Linked DNA regions of Rattus norvegicus: region 2 is linked to region 1. Evidence: chromatin contacts called from public Hi-C data. All regions are on one chromosome and are shown on one strand. The core of a region is the stretch at or near the end of the contact, and the rest is flanking DNA. Distances in the headings are between cores, read along the strand shown.

Region 1 (3,641 bases), core at 915-3,414:
GCACCACCCAGCAAGCCTGCAGTCACCCCACCCCTCCCCCTCCACTGCAGCGCCCGCCGCCCTTCCGCTCATCAGCACCCTAGCATCGGAGCAGACCTGTGCAGATGCAGCCAGTGACTGGCCACGTCCAGGCTCATGCTGAGCTGGAACAGAAGAGTGGCCCGAGGGTAGAGCAGGGCCAGGTTGACCAAGAGACACATGGTGGCGCAACGGTCCGTCAGCATGTCGAGCATGGCCCCAAATCGGGTTCCTGAAAAGTAATGACTAGTAAGTTGAAAGGGACTGTTTGGTGGAGCGGACCAGTGACAGGTGCCCACTTTGGCCTAGGACCCCAGGTTGAGTATAAAAGTGGTCTGAAGGTGTCTACCATCTACTGCCAGAGGAGGAAGGCAGGTTGCTGTCAACAGATGGTGAGGCCAGTAGGGCACGGGCTATTAGGACAAGCACTGAGAAGGCATGGGGCTGTGCAGAGGTAATGGAGGTGGGGAGACTATCTTCAACTCCTCTAACCCTCAGCCAGGGCCCAAAGAAAGGCAAGCAGGCCAAAGTCTTGGGGGCAGTTTTAAAGGTGGGTCTGCTGTTGAACTCATTACAAAGTTAGAGCTCTTAAACACCACCTGCTCTCCTCCCACCCGGCGCCACCTCTCTTCATAGTGACTACCTAGTAAATACCTGTTGAATGGAATCTTTCTTATTTTCTTACATTTTTTTAATGTTTATTATCTTTTATGGTATAAGTGACTGTCAGCATATATGCGTGAGCACCACATAGATGCCTGCTGCCCACAGAGGTCTGAAGAGGACATTGGATTCCCTGGAATTGGAACTATAGGTGGTTGTAAGTCACCATGTGGGTTCTGGGAATCAAATCTAGGCCCTCTATAAGAGCCGTAAAGCATTCTTTCTTTTTTCTTTTTGCAAAAGGAAGAGATTTATTTCATGTGAGTACACTGTCGCTGTCTTCAGACACACCAGAAGAGGGCATCAGATCCTATTACAGATGGTTGTGAGCCACCATGTGGTTGCTGGGATTTGAACTCAGGACCTCCGGAAGAGCAGTGTTCTTAATGGCTGAGCCATCTCTCCAGCCTGCATAAGCATTCTTAACCTCTGAACACAAACTTAACCTTCAGCCCCAATCGCTTTTTTTTTTTTTTTTGCAGGATTTTACTGTGTAGTCCTGGTTCATGTGGTACTCAATATGAAGCCTAAATGACTCTTGACTTGGAGCAATCTATCTGCCTCATCAGTACTGGCATTACAGGCATGAGCCACCATGCCACACCCGAACGGAATTCCATTCCCACTGCTATGTCTTCCACACCCCTCACAAACAGCGATCAATCCTCGAGCGCAAGCTTAAATCCCAGGCAGCTCTGTTTTGCTTTCTTACAGAGCTGATAATGAAAGAGTCCTCTACGAGGTTCTGAGAAAGCAGGGAAAGAACAAGGGATGTTGGGCCCCCAAGTAGTGCTACTGGTGGTAAAGTTCTGTCACCTTGATTAAGGGCTCGAGCTGCGTGTCCATCGAAAGCGTCTAGAAGTCCGCTGAGTAGATAGAAGGAGGAGGCCGTGAAGGGGCAGCAGGGCATAAAGTAGAAGGAAATGATGGCGAAAACAATCCGGGCATAACCTTGGGATGGGATGGGAGAGGTACAGGGTGTGATCGAGGAGCCAGTTTAGGGTTCCTCGCCCTCCGCTGGTCTTGGGGCTTCAGGCAGCACTCACCAATAAGATTAGGCACGAACAGGAAGATATTTTCCTCTGGCATCTTGGCGGCTCCCCTTGTGGTCTCGGCCCAGGTCTGGAGGTGCAAGGTCTTGTCCCAGCCTCACCAGCGTGGTCTCACCTTTCAGCCCGGGGCATCGGCAGCTCCACCTGAGCCCTGGGCCCAGTTCTCCCGGGCGATCCCAGCTGTTAGAGCCCGCAGGGCACCGGGGCGCGGGACACCCCTGGGCACAGCTCACGCACACCTGGCCTTCCGATGGGCAAGAGCTGCTGTCTCCAGCAACGGGTCCCGCAGCTCCGGCTGCGCCTGGCTCCCGGATCCTATTCTTCCGTCGGGGACGTTAAGAACATCGGAGGAAGGAGAGAGCGGCTTTTAAATATAAATAAATAAATTAAATAAATAATGGCTGAGGTCCCTTTAAGGCCGGCCTGCTTCCTTTTCCTGCCCGGGCCCCTTGGCTTCGGCTCGTACCAACGCACCGAGGGAGGGGAGAGACTCGAGAGCCATCCGCAAAAGAAGAAACTGAAAAGGGAGAAGCAGAAGAGACCTGAGAGGGAATCTGCATTTTGCATTTCATGGACGGCGTAAACTCCTGGAGGCAAGGGGAAGGTGTAGCGATTCCTCCGTTCCGAGTGTGCGCCTCCCCGAGAGATTGGGCAACTTAGTACAGCCCACATCGCTTCCCCGCCCCCTACGCCTGCGGCCACGGTCGCTCTCCAGGACCCAGGCTGGGAAGAGGTGGCTAGAGAGTCTCCCGGCGTGCCTGCCGCTTTGCTTCTAGCGCCGCCCTGGTGGTGGGAGGATTCGAGCCCAGGTTCCACCCTACGTCATCTCCCAAACGCCTAGAAATAACGTTGGGGTCACTGCCTCTAAGAAGGGACCCGGAGAGCCACTGTGGCACGCTAGGAAAATGTCCTTAGTTCTAGAATCTCTAGTCTCCTGGCAACGGAACTATAAAGCTTCCTCAAACATTTAGGTCTTTATAGCAACCCGGAGCAGCGCTTCCCTGTCTCCCCTTCTTCCCAACCTTCTTCCCCAATCCCAATCCCTGAGGCCCATCATAGATTCCTCTTAGAACTTTCCATATCCCCTCCTGCCGAGTAGCCTAAGATTTCAACCCATCAGCCAGGTCGGGGGCTGCATGTTGGCTGCCTTGCCTAAGGAAGTGCCTTGTCAGAAAAGAAGGAAGAAGGGCTTTGGAGGGAATAGGGAAGGGAGTTGTTCTGAGAGCCCCTCCTGTCAACTTAGTAGGCAAAACAACGAGTTTTTTTCAAGGACAGAACTGAGACAGTAGGATGTTTGAGCTTTAGTCGTGGACTAAATAAATGTGGGCTCAAGGAATGGCATGGGATGGAATCTGAGGGGTAGTGGGTTGGTTTCTCAGTCTAACATAAACTTTGTTTCCAGGGGGGATGGCATCCACATCTGCCAGGAGTGGGGACAAAAAGGACACCTGGCCAATTCAAGCTGCTGCCTCCTTAGGTGGAGGGCAGGTAAACTACAATGGAAAAGTGAAGGAGGTGGGAAGAACTAGCTAGTCAGGTGGCTCTGAGCCATGAGCCATGAGATTTACTTAGCCTTGATCCTTAACCCTGAATCTCCAAACCCTGAGACCCCACAAACTGCTTTCTGGGTCTAAGGCCTTCCAGTCAAATCACATACCTGAGACTTATACTACCAGGTTCCCCAGCCATAGAGCCTGCAACCTGGAAGACACCAGACCGGTGGGACTTTGCAGGCTGAATTCTAACCTCCTTTCCAGAAAGCCTCATTATCCCGCTCTGAAGAATTCCTGACCCGAATCAGCACAGAACTTACAGATGAAGCACTGTTTACTGCTCGCTCTCATATGAATCCTATGCCCGACAAGGAAAAGCAGACAAAAGACCAAGGGACTCAGATATCTAGACATG
Region 2 (3,364 bases), core at 357-2,856, 150 kb before region 1:
ATGCCCACCCCAGCACTCAGGAGGCAGAGGCAGGTGGATGTCTGTGAGTTTGAGGCCACCTGGTCCACAGAGTGAGTTTCAATATGGTCAGAACTACAGAGTGAGAACCTTGTCTTGAAAAAGAAAAAAGAAAAATACGCCGATAATCAGTTTCTGGCCTCCACGCACACAGGCTCAGATGTGTGTGCATGCACATGCACACACATACACGCACACACATGCACATGCACACACATGCACGCACATACATGCACACACACGCACATGCGCGCACATACACGCACACACATGCACATACACACACGCACATACACACACATGCACACACATGCACATACATGCACATACACACACATGTGCGCACATACACGCATGCGTGCCCACACACTCCCTCCATGGACACCTCTACGGCCTCCCCAGCACAGAGCTCAGAGGTGACCCCAGGGTCACCTACATAAAATCCCACTTCTGACACTCAACAGCTGTGTCACCTGGATTAGATACCTCACCTGGCTGTGCTCGGTTTCCTTGTTGGTAAATTAGAAATAGTGTCTTCCCAGAGGATTATGGGATTAAACACCATCACAAAGGGCTGGAACCCAGAAACACGGTAGAGAGGGGCCTCAACTTTGCCTCTGTATTTTGTTGTTTGAGACAGGGTTTCTCTGTGTAGCCCTGGCTGTCCTGGATCTCACGCTAGATCAGGCTGGCCTTGAACTCAGAGATCCACTTGCCTCTGCTGAGAGATTCTGGAACCCCTACTCTCCATCTCCATGTTTGGTGTGTCAGACTCTCTTCCTGTTTCTTCATCCTCTTGAGCTGGAGACGGAGGTTCCTCCCACTCACCCTACTGGCCTCTCAGAGTCAGTGCTCACATCCCTGCAACTTACCTCACAGCATCTGGTCCTTTCTCTTCTGTTTTCCTCTTCAGAGCATCCTGTCCTCAAGGCTCTGGTCCATTGCTGCCTCACACATGTGACCGACACACAGTCTGATGTCTGACTCCGGCTCAGCCAGAAGGTTGGCGAGGACCATGACCTACATAAAATAAGCCGGGGCAAGGTGGACCAGGAAAGGGAGTGACACTCAGGCTGGGGAGTTGCCGCTGCAGAAGTACCTGGGGGCCAGTAGATAAAGTGGTTCACACTGGGCCAGGACTGAGCATCTCTGAGCCCTGTCCCCGTGACCTTGATGTGACCTTTAGAAGCACACCCTTGTGGTTGCAGCCTCCCCTTTGTCCTTACTCTATTTTCAAGTCATCCTTCCTCCCCCTCCAAGTGTGTGTGCCGCTCCAGCCCTGGGTGACAGGAGCTCTACTGAGTCCTATTTGGAAACCATTTCTGTTCCCTAGGAAGTGAGGGTATTTGGAAAGAGCTTATCAGGGAGGATCGGTGTTGACAGGCCTCTGTCTCCACCTGCTGTTTGTCCAGTGAATCAACAAGGAAGCAGAGGGAAGAATGGAGCTCAGAGACTCCCAGCTGGTGGCTGGTCTCAGATTTAGATGTGAATTGTTCCCCTGCCTCACAACAGGCAGCTCTGTGACCCTGCGACACGCCCTTTCAGAGAGCCCCAGGGAACATGGGCGGAGTTGGGATTGCAGTCCAGATGTTTCTGACTCATACCTCATACCGTTTTCCTTAGGCCGGGAGCCAAGCCTGGAATCTCGAAGAGCGCTGTATTAATATAGCATGTGGTCTGGCCCACCATTTTCTCTTTTCTGACCTGGAGGAAGTTTTTGCCAGGGCACTCTGGTTCCCCAAGAAGACTGTTGTAGTTCTGGTGCAGCCTTACCACCATAGACAGTGGGCACATGGGAGGGTGGTGGAACGAAGGACCCATTGCTTGAGGCCGTTCAGGTCCTTTGTCTCTGTCTTTCCTGGGATCTAAGGTGACTGCAGGCATGACTCAGGAAAAAGAGGACAAAGCAGAGCCAGACCAGTGACTGCCTCTCTCTCGGTAGCCGGCTGTGTGGGACCCCCATGGCCAGCCTGGCTTTAGGACTGAGCCCATACTGCCCAGTTGTGTGAACTTACCCTATTTTGTACCTTCATTTCCTTACCTATAAAATGTGTATAATTGTGGTTATGAAGGTTAAATTGTAAGTATCCTGGTGACCTGGTGAGAGTCCTTTTGCTTCTGAATGCGTGTGTGTGTGTGTGTGTGTGTGTGTGTGTGTGTGTGTGAGTGTGTGTGTGTGTGTGTGTGTGTGTGTGTGTGTGTGTGTGTGTTGGGGTGGTACAGGTATACGTGCATGTAGAGACTAGAGGTGTTTCCTCAGGAGCCATCCATTCCCCTTAGTTTGGCTTCTGTGTGTGTTATTTGTGGGTTCTGGGGATCTCCGTACTTTCACAGCAAGTGCTTTACCACTGGGCCATCACCCAACGTCAGATTGAAGTCACTCTAAAGAGATACTTGTGCCTTCTCTTTGGCTGTGACGTTACTCAAATAATGATCTCCAAAAAATTTAGAATTTCCTGGGAGCCTCATGCTGACACTCAGGAGCACCAGACCGGGAGCGTGTATCCAGGAAGGAGGCTACATGCAGGTTACTGGTCAGACCACCTTGGAGGAGCAGCAATGAGGGGCTGAACCACTTCAATCAGGACTGCTTAGTTTATTCATGCCTCTTGCCCTGTATTTTATCTAAACCTCAGGTGAGGATCCCAGAGATGGCTCAGGCTGACCTTGAACTTGAAATTCTCCTGTCTCAGTATCTTAGTAGTACCACCACACCTGAAACACCTTTTTTATTTTGTTCTTTTAAGACAATTTTTTTTAAAGATTTATTTTATTTATTATATATCTAAGTACACCGTAGCTGTCTTCAGATACACCAGAAGAGGGCATCAGATCTCTTTACAGATGGTTGTGAGCCACCATGTGGTTGCTGGGAATTGAACTCATGACCTCTGGAAGAGCAGTTGGGTGCTCTTAACCGCTGAGCCATCTCTCCAGCCCATTTTTAAGACAATTTTTAAAAAAGATTTATTTATTTAATGTATATGAGTACACTGTCTCTGTCTTCAGACACACCAGAGAAGGGCATCAGATCCCATTACAGATGGTTGTGAGCCACCGTGTGGTTGCTGGGAATTGAACTCAGGACCTCTGGAAGAGCAGCAAGTGCTCTTAACCACTGGGCCATCTCTCCAGCCCTTAAGACAGATTTTTAAAGAAAAGGTCTCATTTGACCAAGGGTGGTTTCAAACTCTCTATTTTGCTAAGGGTGAGCTTGAACTTCTGATTGTTCTGTCTCCATTTCCAAATGCTGGAATTACAGATGTGCTGGAGAGGGTACCCAGGGCATCCTGCATGGCAGGGAAGCACTCCAGCAAGTTAGCTACATATCATGGCTGCCATGTCA

The links. A called contact is a pair of places that touch in the nucleus more often than the background predicts.
Region 2: a Hi-C map of Schwann cells shows a contact between it and region 1, with 3 times the contacts expected there. The contact joins the enhancer-like site here to the promoter of Cdipt in region 1. A contact is called at or near these places in 8 of 12 Hi-C or Micro-C datasets (the Rat2 cell line, Schwann cells, hepatocytes and 4 more).

The regions. Positions count from the first base shown.
Region 1 is chr1:191,012,329-191,015,969 of GRCr8, reverse strand. It overlaps Cdipt (CDP-diacylglycerol--inositol 3-phosphatidyltransferase), which reads right to left and starts at 2,164. Exons shown (of 6, transcript NM_138899.2): 1 at 1,728-2,164; 2 at 1,498-1,632; 3 at 97-250. The coding sequence starts at 1,770. It overlaps Cdiptos (CDIP transferase, opposite strand), which reads left to right and starts at 2,695. Exons shown (of 6, transcript NM_001419521.1): 1 at 2,695-3,055; 2 at 3,136-3,221; 3 at 3,491-3,641. The coding sequence starts at 3,141.
Region 2 is chr1:191,157,798-191,161,161 of GRCr8, reverse strand. The region is part of intron 1 of Qprt (quinolinate phosphoribosyltransferase); the gene reads left to right. It overlaps LOC120099934 (a long non-coding RNA gene), which reads left to right. Exons shown (of 2, transcript XR_005499469.2): 1 at 1-1,020; 2 at 1,642-2,085. Among named protein-coding and RNA genes, the nearest start is that of Qprt, 4.5 kb to the left of the region's middle. Within about 2 kb of position 1,606, at least 21 of the 93 cell types and tissues checked have an H3K27ac peak or open chromatin away from gene starts, as enhancers often do. A contact at or near this core is called in Schwann cells and liver, where this site is marked.